Linked DNA regions of Sus scrofa: regions 1 and 3 are each linked to region 2. Evidence: chromatin contacts called from public HiChIP or PLAC-seq data. All regions are on one chromosome and are shown on one strand. The core of a region is the stretch at or near the end of the contact, and the rest is flanking DNA. Distances in the headings are between cores, read along the strand shown. Region 1 overlaps SORBS2 (sorbin and SH3 domain-containing protein 2). Region 2 holds the start of CCDC110 (coiled-coil domain-containing protein 110). Region 3 overlaps SORBS2 (sorbin and SH3 domain-containing protein 2).

Region 1 (4,114 bases), core at 490-2,989, 110 kb after region 2:
AGTTCCAATTGTAACACAGTGGCAATGAATCCTAGTATCCATGAGGATGAGGATTCGATCCCTGGCCTTGCTCAGTGGGTCAGGGATCTGGTGTTGCCTTGAGCTGTGGTATAGGTCACAGATGTGGCTCGGATCCTGCACTGCTGTAGCTGTCGTATAGGCAGGCAGCTGTATCTTTGATTTGACCCCTAGCTTGGGAACTTCCATGTGCCGTGGGTATGGCCCTAAAAAGCAAAGGAAAAAAAAAAAAAGAAAGAAAGAAAGAAAGAAAAAAAGCATGCTAAATGTTCAGTAACCCTAAAAACAAAGAAGATTCACAGAGCTGTATATTCAAATACAGTACTTCCCTCATTTATGCAAATGCCTGATGTAGCAAACAAAACCCAGAATTTAGTATTTACAATGCAACAGTTTTAATTATACCAGTTATGTTTTTTTAAATTAAAAAAAATTTATTATTATTATTATTTTTTGCTTTTTAGAGCCTCACCCATGGCATATGGAAGTTCCCAGGCTAGAGGTCAAATCAGAGCTGTAGCTGCTGGCCTATGCCACAGCTATAGCAATGTGGGATCCGAGCTGCATCTGTGACCTACACCACAGCGCACGGTAACACCAGATCCTTAACTCACTGAGTGAGGCCAGGAATGGAACCTGAATCCTCATGGATGCTAGTTGGATTTGGCTGCGCCACAATGGGAACTCCCTACAACAGGTATGTTTGTTTCTGGAAATGAGACTAGCAAACCTAGCCTTTTAAAAAAAATAAACAAGAAAAAACTAGTATTTTTCTTTTAAACACGAAATCCTTCCTATGTGCAAATACTTTGTGTTTAAATTTTTGAAGTCATGTAGAAGAAGGACAGTGCTCTTACTCTCCAATTTTCAAGGTTGTATCTCTCTCATCTCAGAGCTAGAATCTCTGAGAGTCTAATTTTGATAGGTTTGCTCCACTGCTAACCCCCACTACTTTCAAATAGTGACCATTAACAACCTTTGGGAATAGCACTTTACCATTATTTCTTCTCTAACGATTAAGATGTTATGGTTGGTGAGTGACTTAGCTGTATTTTTTAAAATTAAACTTTCCTATGTTAGGTACAGAAAAATAGTTTTTGTTTGTTTGCTTGCTTTCAGAGGTGCACCCATGACATATGGAAGTTCCCAGGATAGGGGTCAAATCAGGGCTACAGCTGCCGGCTTACCACACAGCAATGCTGGATCCTTAAACCACTGAGTGAGGCCAGGGATTGAACCCGCATCCTCATGGATCCTAGTCGGGTTTGTTAACCGCTGAGTCATGAAGGGAACTCCGAAAAATAGCTTTTAAAACAGATAATTATTTAAAACAGAGATATGTGTCCCTTGTTTGTGCGGTGTTAGGCACAAAAAGCACTCACATCTCTTGCAGGACATTTGGTCCTGTCCAAAATGTCCATAAGAAATTCAGTCCATGCCAAAAGGCCCTTGATATTTGGTCCTGTCCAAAACCATTTGGCAGGGACCGAATATGCCCATATTGGATAGGACCAAATTTCAAGGACTTTTTGGCAGGGACCAAATGTCTTCTGGATGTTTTAGACAGGACCAAATGTCCGCTAACCTTTATATCTAGACAATGATTGAAATGACTTTAAAATGTGGCTGATCTTCCTGTAACTTTCCGTGCTGTCTGGGTGTGTGAGCCTTTTTTAAAAAAAGCTTCATGAGTCATCCACAACTTTGGTTTTGTGTCAAATGGATAACTACACTGGGGGTAATGAACAGCCACTCTTTGCCTCTCCTGAGAACACAACAAGAGGAATGTGGTTAAGCTGCAATCAGATAAATTTATTCATAGTATGAGGGAAATAATTTTTTCTTACTAAAATTATAGGATGGCTTCCATGGGTGATTATTCAATCCACTTCTCTGAAGCCTTTTACAATTAGATTTTGTTGGTTGAGGGAGACCTTGGTGAAAGGTGGGGGTGGTATAGACAACTCTTCAGAAAGGCTGTGCTGTCTACACTCCCAGGGGTAGTGTGAGGGAGGTCTGGTTTCCCTGAACATTTGCCAACTCCAGGCATTCATGACGAGGACGTGGCCTTAGGGGAGGGTGAGGGGCTTGGCACTTGGGTCAAACAAAAGCCAGTGACATAATCATTACCACAAACACCTTTCCCCTGCAATGTACCTCATCTTTCTTTCAATGCTTGTTTCTAATTAAGGTTTCTCCAAAAGCTTGTGAGCCCTGGGCATATTTTAATATGCCCCATCATTCCTCAGGGCTTCACACATCTAAGGACACTTTCAATTGACTGTCACAAAGAAGAAATGAAATTTATATGTTTTACGTTGTTATTTTATAAAACGGACATGCCTGGTACAAATTATTGCACCATACACAAGACCAGAGTGTAGTTAGAAACAGCAGATGTTACTCATCTCATCAAAAAAGATGTAACCTTTCCTTCAGAATGTTTTTCACCCCCAGATTTAAGCCATGTTCATCATCTTCACTTCTAAATAGCAGTTTCTTATTTAGTTTAGTCCCTGTCTCAGCAGTATTACCAAATTCTGAGTGGTTTTATTTCTTACATTCTTTATTTCTTCTTTCAGAGACAGATTCTATAACTATTAATTCATATAATATGCATTTTTGTGGATAAATATTTGAGTTTATATGATATATATTCAGCCTAAACAACACAGTGTAATTTAGTGCCAATATCTTGAATTCTAATGGAAACTAAAGCTTCTTAAATAAGGTCTGCAACATGGGTCTTGACAGAGCTGAAAGACTCCCTCCTATTTAAACCTCACGTGCTTGGTACTAGCCTTCCTCAATCACATGCCATCTGATGAACAAGTTCCTAAGGCAAAAAGTTAAAAAAAAATCACAACAGGAGTTTCCATCCTGGCTCAGTGGTTAATGAACCCAACTAGTATCCATGAAGATGCAGGTTTGATCCCTGGCCTCGTTAGTGCGTTAAAAATATGGTGTTGCCTTGAGCTGTGGTGTAGGTTGCAGATGTGGCTCAGATTCTGCATTGCTGTGGCTGTGGCATAGGCAGGCAGCTACGGCTCCAATTTGACCCCTAACCTGGGAACCTCCATATGCCGTGGATGCAGCCCTAAAAAAGATCAAAGACCAAAGACTAAAAAAAAAAAAAAAAAAAAAAAAATTACAACGCAGGAGTATGGAAACACTGGTATCAAAAGACCACAGGATAGAACTTTGCTCAGAATCTTGAGAGTATTGAGAATTGGAGATTTTCCTATAGGAGTCTTTGTATACAGTTCTAGTCTTTACCCACAAACTATCCTTGAAACAGTTGAATAAATGTTATCAAATCCCCCCAGTTAGTATTAATTATTCCCAAACACTTTATTTTTACTTCATTCTTGACACAAAAATTCTAGAAACAAAGATCCTTAAATTTGTTTTGTTTTTCATATCCTTTTGAACTCATTGTTCTCTATCAACATGTTTAATATAATTTAAAATTCAATGTTTCTCAGCTAAACTTAAAATGAAAGTAAAATTACACACATCCCAGTTAATTCAGAAGGAACCATTTAATTAGAGTAGATTGCTGAATTGGAAATTAGATCTTATTTGTAACACATCCCATTGCAATATTTATCTTATAAAGTATTAGTAATGTATTTAAAGTCAACTTAAATCATATGATGAATACTTATTTCACTTACTTGGATGTCTGGGCCTTAAAATCGTAAACAGCTTTTGCAGGCAATTTCTGAAAAGGAAGGAAACGGTACTAACGTAAAATTTGGATTTTCTATAAAAAGCAGTTTCACGTGAATTAAAAGAAATGCAATCTCAAGGAATGACTATGCATATACAATGTAAATCATATATGCAATTTATAAATAAATCAGTTCTTCATTTATATATTTAAATTATAACAGGAATACAACAGATGACTTATTCACCATAACTATTGAATATCACATTTCATCTTAGCATCTACGGTAAATGAATACCATAAATGGGGAATAAAATGCTGGTGGAGGATCTGGTTCTAGGTATTATTTAGGCTTTTCCTGGAATAATTGTGGAGGGTCAGTTGCTCTATGTCCTAAATATTAACACAAGTTCTCCTGAATCA
Region 2 (3,840 bases), core at 687-3,186:
AAGCAAATTTTGCATGTAACTTCTATGAATGCTGGCGTTTTTCTCTAGGGCTTTTCATCCTGCTTAGGTTCCAGAACAATCACATGGTCTTGCTAAATTAATGTCCCTCAGTTTCTTCTGACCTTAAATGCTCTCTGAAGTGCTGAGTTGTCTCAGTGTCTAAACTCTCTGGGAGGACTTTCTCCCCAGCTGGAGCTTTCCATTACCCTCCTATTGCACAGGGACACCGGTGGGGCTCACAAGATTGGAGAGGGGGTGGTCAGCACACTGTCCTGCTGGCCTCCACTAAGGTGTGGCTCATCCTGGTGGTCCCTGGGCCTCCAGTTGTCTTGTGTCTTATCTGTGAGGGTGTAGCTGCTCCAGCCCTTCTTTTGGGGCCCTTGACAAGACCTATATGAAGGTCCTGGATTTGGGAAGGTGGCAAATCCTGTGCTGACCTCAGGTCTCCACCTCACTGCTTTTCCTGGCACCTCTGCATCTGGGTCACCTGCATGTCCCCTATGGGCTGTGAGCAACTGTCAGATCGCAACCTGGCCCATCAGTTTAGATGTCACCTTCTGCCCACAGTACTCTGCTACTCCCCTGGAGTGTCATGCTGAACACCAGCCCCCTCTGAGGTATGTAGCCTCCTAAGGCTTCTTTCCAGGGAATGAGACTTCAACTTCAGTGTTCTCAGATCCCTCCTGGCTGGGTATTTACACACATCTTATTCATGATTTCTATGGAGCTTAAAAACTGCAGCTCTTTTAAAAAAAAAAAAACTTAATTTTTCTTTTTTTTAACAAAATAGGACGCTCAGCTGTGTTTCAATCTATTATTTAACATTTGGGTCTTTTTTCCTTTAATTTTTTCTTAATTATAGTTGATTTACAATGTTCTGTCAATTTCTGCTGTACAGAAAAATAACCCAGTTATATACATAGTTATATATATATATATAATTTTACTTTTGTATATAACTATATATATATATATATAAAACAACCTCTCTGTGCCTGTTTCCCCACTTGTAATAGGAGGAAAATGGTAGACTGACTTCATAGGGTTGTGAAGATTAGATAAGTTGATAGATTAAAGTGTTTAGAACAATATCTGGCACAAAGTAAATGCCAGATAGCGGTGTTAGTTTATTATTATATGAGTAGTTAGTGGAACTACACCAGGTGGGCAGTGGATTTAGGCAATGTACTGGCTGCCTGTAGTAAAAGGCAGAAACTTCACTGCCATCCGAGCCTTGACCTGGAAGGTTTTACCTTTTTCACTGCCACCATTTTCCTTTACCCCTTCAGAGGAATTTAGGATCTTGGACGCTGAAAGGAGAACGCAGGCCACCTCATCCTCTTCCTCAGGATGCTTTTCTGTTGGGAGAAGAGGCAAGGCCTGGGGATTCGGGACGCGGGAGCCCTGAGCCGCCACCGGAGGGCGCGCTGGAGCCACGCTGGGGCGGCGGGACTGGTGGCTCCCAGACCAAAGCCAGGCGGGCTGGGGGAGGGAGGCGGTGCTTTCCGTCCCGGGGTGAGCGAGCTGTGCAGCGAGTCTGGAAGATTCGCTCTCCGGACAGGACCCGTGTGGAGGGAGAGGCGGCTGGGGAGGCGGCGCCCTCCACTACCACCGGTCCACTTCCTAGACCGTCCCCCCAAGGGCCGGCTCCCGGCCTGGCTCTTACCTGGGCTCATTTCTGTTGCTCAGGCTCTCTTCCCAACCGACTTCCCTAACCCCTGGCATTCTGCTCAGTTGCTTCTGGCAGCCTGTTGCTTGGTAACGTGGTGGCCGGGACTCCTCGAGCGGCAGTGGCCCGCGCCTGGGTGGGGGATGGGGGAGGAAGAAGTTGCGAGTTGAAGTCGCGGGTCCGAGTACCTGATGTTCGCCCTGCTAGAGCTGCGCGGTGGGAAGGTCCCAGCTTTGCTTTGCCCCCCAAACCCAGAGGCAAGTTCATTAGGACGTTTCTCCCCTCCCCTTTCGTCTCCCCTGCTGACCCAGAACTTCATCGTGAGCAGACTCTTGATTAACACAGTATCTGTTAGACCGAAGCTGTGTGGAGAGAGGGGAATGTTTGGGGACACACAACCCCCCAGGAACCTCCCCTTGTCTGATCGCCATTTCGTTGTTTTATTCTGTTCTTGTTTCAATGCATCCCTCCGATTAGTTTCAGCGATTGGGGGTTCAAAGGGTCCTAGACCAATATTGTGAAAGGACTTATGTTTGCTGTGCTTAAAAGAAGACCCCTCTTTCCAGTAATGAGCTTAAGATAACTTGAAATGTACACAAACGGAGTTCCCGTCGTGGTGCAGTGGTTAATGATCTGACTAGGAACCATGAGGTTGTGGGTTCCATCCCTGGTCTCGCTCAGTGGGTTAAGGATCCGGCATTGCCGTGAGCTGTGGTGTAGGTTGCAGACATGGCTTGGATCTGGTGTTGCTGTGCCTCTGGCATAGGTCGGTGGCTACAGCTCCGATTAGACCCCTAGCCTGGGAATCTCCATATGCCGCGAGAGCGGCCCTAGAAAAGGCAAAAAGACAAACAAACAAACAAAAAGTACACACACATTAGAGCTGTCGCAGAATAGATCTTCATTTGTAGAACATGCTGATTTCCTATACACTTGGATAAACTGCCTGCCAAAAGATGGATGTTGTGCTGAAAGCTGGAGCTTGTTCAGCTGAGAACTGGTTGGCATGATGTGTCAGTCAAAACTTAAATAGAGTTCTTTAAGTAAAAGCTTTAAATGAGTATATATTATTTAATCTTGTGAGAACAACCATTACAGATAGAATATAAAATAATTGAAAATTCAAAATTTAAGACCCATAAGTTATGGTTTTATGAACTAGGATAATATTTCATCTAAATTTTCCAAAAGTATAGAGGAGGTATAAATTATTAATGCTGGAACTGGAAGTTCTTATTTCCTGCCATGGTGTCACACATCACCTGTACTACTTTCTCATTGTGGAGAGGTTTTCTGTTTCATTTGCCTTCATGTTAGATAGATGGGGGCACATTTCCTGTCAGATATGCTTTCTCTTTCCGTAGTTGTTGGCAGTCCAACAACTTCCCTGAAAATGTCTGCTTTATTTTTTATTGTGAGCTTCATTGCTAAAAGTTGGAATTAAAATCTGTACTGCCAGTTTTTTTTTTTTTTTTTTTTTTTTTTTTTTTTAATCTGTGAGTCACAATATTTCAGAATCTTCTAGTGGCTCCTCTTAGAGAACCCATTTTCACCTGTTGACTAACAGCTGCAGATTCAAGAATCTGGAACAAATTCAAGAGCTTGCACAAAAACAAGCTAGTCAAATCTATTCTTAGCAATTTATTACCAGACTAAAATACTTTGTTGTTTTTTAGCTTCAGAAGATCTTTTTAAAAATCTGAGATCACAAGGCTATCATTAATCATAGCTGAGATCTGTAGTAGTGTGAAAAAGTAACCAAACCACTCCTAAAATATAACAAATTTGGGCAGTTATCATAAGGTCAGTGCTTTAGTCAGAGAAGCACTGTGTTGGTGACTTAGGAAGTCTTGGATGGGTAGTGGGCCTTTGACAGCTCAAAGGCTTGGTGCAAATGCATATCCACAGCAGGCTTCCTCTATGTTTCTTATAGAATTAGTTTTAACCTAATTTTGTCTATATAGGAGATGGAACCCCACAAATCACTAAGAATAGCCACTAGCTTTGGCTCTTAGGAATTTGATTGCTGCTTTAAGGGGACTTATTAACATCAGTATAATGGGGATTCTGAGAACGTGAGTTGATGTACCTGTATGAAGTCTAGTGTGCTAAGGGATAGACAGAGAAATATCAGGATAGCCTGAGAAGGAATAGATGTTAGGGAAAGAGAT
Region 3 (4,153 bases), core at 128-2,627, 94 kb after region 2:
GTTAAAATGTGAATATTACTTTAAAGATCAGATTGTTCATCAATATAAAACAATCTACTTATAAACCCATATAGCACTTTTTCGTTACTGTCATTACAATTCTACCAGTTTAATTCCTTTAATTCATCTCATCTCGAAAATCATTTAGATGAACCCTCCCTTGACAAATATGAAAACTGGGCTATTACCAGAAGTATGTGACTCCCTTAATTCTACTGGCCTCTGTCCTAAGAACTTGTGTTCCTGGGTATGTCAGCCAGTAACATCCTTTTTTTTTTTTTTTTTTTTTTAAACCAATTTTCCTTAATACTTCCTTCATATGCTTTAAAAGGATTCACTCCCTCCTTTTTATGAACTACCAGTTTTGTCTACTGCTAACATACTCAGGCCAGGATTTATCACAACTTTTATTAGCAGAGAAGTTGCATATCTATAATAACAGAGAGGTTTAGAACTTTTCTGATGTTCCCTTTAATGGGAATCATCTCCATGTGAATGAGGGTAACTAGGGTCCAGTTTTGACGAAGGATGACCTGTTAGTAGGTGAATTAATTGATGTGAAAAGTATTTGGTCAATAGTGGAATAAGCAGCATAGATATTTATGAGGGCATGTTTGTGTCTTTCTGGTGTTGGCAGTAACTATATAACCTTGGATATGCACCTCAGCTTTCTTATCTCTAAAATCAAGGAGTTGGACAATATAGTGGTTTAGAACTTGTTCCCCTAAGGGAATCCATAAAGGAATGGATTTCCATAGCTATATTTCCTCTGTTTTACAAAGGTGCTGTCATCAACCTTACCCATTCAGTTGTCAGAGAGCTGTGACAACTGACACTGTTTAGTTCCCAAGTGTCTCAGTCGTGTAAAAACAATTTTTAAACAACAATTAAACTTCATTTTTTTCCAGGTCGGTAAACCAAAACCCAAAGATAATTTCTTAATATCACAAATAGGTAAGGAGGGACAGAATTATAATTTTGACTCTCACTTTTATTGCATAAAATATTACTATGGTGAACAGATGGTGTAGGCTTAAATTAATTTCTTTCTTTCAGGCAAGTCTGTATGTTCTGTGTGGATACTCTGACTAATTGTCTTATGAGGCTGTCTTTTGCCTTTCCCCCTCCTGGCATTTTAACTTTGGGCACAAACCTTGAGGCAAAGACCTGTAAAGTATCTGCACTTTGATGCCACCTATTGGTGAATAATGGTAGCAACATGTTAAACGTTTATGCCTTTGGACAGTTCTCACCAAATTCCTTCAGCCTGGCTTCATTTTGAAAGGATATTTTAAAGACACAGAGGGATGTGGAGTGGCTACTCATCTGTTTTTCTGACTATGTTCTTCCTATCCCATGTTTTAGAGTCTTGAGAAAGGATCACTCTTTAGCTACCATTATTTTTGCTCTGTGTTCATTTGTATTTTCACTATCTGCTCAGGCATTTCTATTACTCATATAACTTCTTAGCAGTTTTGTGATAAATATAGAACAAGATACATGAGTCGCATTCAGAGAAGCCCATGTGAGCTGTGAATTTAAGAAGATGATTTTGCAGTTAACAGGTTACAGTCACTATGCTGGAAATTTTGAGAGTGAATTATGTCATATTTATATTTCCTTAATGAGTCTTAAGACTACAATAAAAATTAGAAAATCCAATAAAACATTATGCTGTTTTTATAGAATACTAAATATTTAACTTTTTCCTTCGCAATGTAACAGTCTTTTTTTTCCTGTCTCTTTTAGTGTAGCTACTTTTTAGTGTTGTCAAAAGCAAATACAAATGAGACAGGTTTTATTTTTATTTAAAATTTTTTTTGGTCTTTTGTCTTTTTAGGGCCACACCAAGGGCATATGGAGGTTCCCAGGCTAGGGGTCAAATCAGAGCTGTAGCTGGCACCCTACACCACAGCCATAGCAACGCGGGATCCTTAACCCACTGAGCGAGGGCAGGGATTGAACCCATGTCCTCATGGATACTAGTTGTGTTTGTTAACCACTGAGCCATGACAGCAACTCCAAGACAGGTTTCAAACACACACTAACTTTCAAAGCCAGAACCAAACACAAACCATTGTCATAAGGAAGCTGGTTTGAAATATCCTAGAATCTCTGGTAGCAGTAAAATATATACTTTTCTAGCCCAGACGGTGAGGTACGGTCTCTCTAAAACTTGTCTACTTCTCCATGCTTCTGCTGAGGAATCTGGAGGATTAGGTATCTCTTAGGTAAAGATTGAACATTATTTTAAATGCTGATGTGGAAATATCTTTGAAAGAGCTGTAAGCAATTCTGGAGTTCTTAAGCTATTATTTTTTTTTCCAGAAAATGTTAGGTGTAGTACTTGCCATCCATAATTAGATGAAGTTCTCCTAAAAATAGGACCATGCTTATATTCGTAGACTTATTTTTCTCTCTTACATTACACAATTATTTTAAATATTTAAAGTATTTTATAAATTAAAATACAACTTTTCCTAAATCTAGAGAATGTAGAATATTTATGTTCCACACAAACACATGTGATAGAACATATAGGGTTGTAATGTAAAAATCTGACAAAGAAATAAACTTAAGGTGACCCAGAGCAAACCATCACACTGAGCCACAGGAAACTTATGGATGGATCATCCATATGAATTCTGGAAGAAGCTTTTTCTTTGGCTTTGGAAAATCCTTACATGAAGTCTAAAAATCTCCCCAATCAACAGTCCACATTCTCTATGGCAACACAAATCTCTGCCTCAGAAACAAAACCAGGTCTTATTATACAAAGCAAAAAGCTCAAAAATGAACTAAACTCATAGATATATCTACATTTTTAAAAAGTGGGAAAGGAAATCTTCACCATCAAGCCCTTAAAAGCTACAGAACCGTGGTCATGTAATGGAGCATGTAAAGTTAAACTAGGGGCCAACAGAATAGAAATGGGTTCAGCATAGGGAACTATGTCCAGTCTCCTGGGACACAACATGATGGGACATAGTATGAGAAAAAGAAGGTATATACATATGTATGACCGAGTCACAATGCTGTACAGCAGAAATTGACGCAGTACTGCAAATCAACTACACTCTAAGAAAAAAGAAAGTATAGAAATGGGAAAGGACTGACTTATGCAGAGATGAAAATTCGCAAACTCCTTGGCTGTTGTCCTCAGAATTGATGGTACTGTTTAGAATCCATTTATTTTCAAGTGCTGTCAATGCTGTAGAACTATGTAGTTAAAGGGAAAGTAATCTGACCTTTGAGTTCAATCAAAGCTGCCAAGAGACTGGGAATACCTAAGTCCAGAGAAGCAGCACTGGCTTGAAAAGGTCATGGAGTGAATGCACGAGAGCAACAAGGTATTTTACAACAAGGATGATGGATTAAAAAAAATCCATATAAACTGAACAGCACAGAAGCAGATATCACTGGAAGGGTGTGGGTTCAGTATGTGATCGGCCATAGCTTTATTCTTTGCGCTAAATATAGTCACGGGAAAGCAGTGATTTACAGAGAACATTTTCATAGAAGCACAAGATGGATGTGGAAGACAATATACACCACAGCCTTATTTGTACAGAGGAGAACTGGGACGTTCTTTTTGGATCTGGGAAAACTATGCACACATATAAAAGGGAAGCACATTGCCCAAAGACTCTGTTGATCTGACTTCATAACTCATCATTGGTGGGTCATTTCCTTTCTTTCCTTCCTTCTTTTCTTCCCTGCTTTCCTTCCTCCCTCCTTCCCCTCCTTCCTTTCTTTCATTTGCCACACCTGGGGCATGTGGAATTTCCCAGGTCAGAATTCAAACCCACACCTCAGCAGCAACCCAAAACTGCTACAGTGACAAAGCAGATCCTTCACCTGCTGAGCTACAAGGAAGCTCCATGTATTTCCTTCCAAGGGTACTTCTAGTTGGACTTCACTGGTAAAGCACAGCAATGACAACTAAGGAAGAGCCAGCCCACTGAGGGGGGTGGGCAGGTGTTATGACCCTACCCTGTGGGAACTGCTGAGCCCTCTGACTGGTGAGCTGCAGGATCTCCTGGACATCACTGGGCTACGAGGAGGCTTACCCAACACAAATAGCTCGTTTTTTAAATCAGCCTGGAAAAGCCATAAGAAGTTAGTTAGTTCTTGTCTTCTTTGTACAGTCTTC

What was found. HiChIP or PLAC-seq counts read pairs in DNA pulled down with a chosen protein or histone mark.
Region 1: an H3K27ac HiChIP or PLAC-seq map of skeletal muscle shows a contact between it and region 2. The contact joins the enhancer-like site here to the promoter of CCDC110 in region 2. A contact is called at or near these places in 11 of 47 Hi-C or Micro-C datasets (liver, mesenteric adipose tissue, omental adipose tissue and 3 more) and 1 of 2 datasets of contacts at active chromatin or transcription factors (skeletal muscle).
Region 3: a contact with region 2 is called in an H3K27ac HiChIP or PLAC-seq map of skeletal muscle. The contact joins the enhancer-like site here to the promoter of CCDC110 in region 2. A contact is called at or near these places in 1 of 5 promoter capture datasets (liver), 18 of 47 Hi-C or Micro-C datasets (alveolar macrophages, brain, embryonic fibroblasts and 10 more) and 1 of 2 datasets of contacts at active chromatin or transcription factors (skeletal muscle).

What each region holds. Positions count from the first base shown.
Region 1 is chr15:46,613,887-46,618,000 of Sscrofa11.1, forward strand. It overlaps SORBS2 (sorbin and SH3 domain-containing protein 2), which reads right to left. Exons shown (of 22, transcript XM_021075572.1): 16 at 3,696-3,742. Among named protein-coding and RNA genes, the nearest start is that of PDLIM3, 69 kb to the left of the region's middle. Within about 2 kb of position 1,740, at least 6 of the 83 cell types and tissues checked have an H3K27ac peak or open chromatin away from gene starts, as enhancers often do. A contact at or near this core is called in skeletal muscle, where this site is marked.
Region 2 is chr15:46,501,740-46,505,579 of Sscrofa11.1, forward strand. It overlaps CCDC110 (coiled-coil domain-containing protein 110), which reads right to left and starts at 1,937. Exons shown (of 7, transcript XM_021075584.1): 1 at 1,667-1,937. The coding sequence starts at 1,676. It also overlaps a transcript of C15H4orf47 not described here.
Region 3 is chr15:46,596,179-46,600,331 of Sscrofa11.1, forward strand. The region is part of intron 19 of SORBS2 (sorbin and SH3 domain-containing protein 2); the gene reads right to left. It also overlaps a transcript of C15H4orf47 not described here. Among named protein-coding and RNA genes, the nearest start is that of PDLIM3, 52 kb to the left of the region's middle. Within about 2 kb of position 1,378, at least 7 of the 83 cell types and tissues checked have an H3K27ac peak or open chromatin away from gene starts, as enhancers often do. A contact at or near this core is called in omental adipose tissue and skeletal muscle, where this site is marked.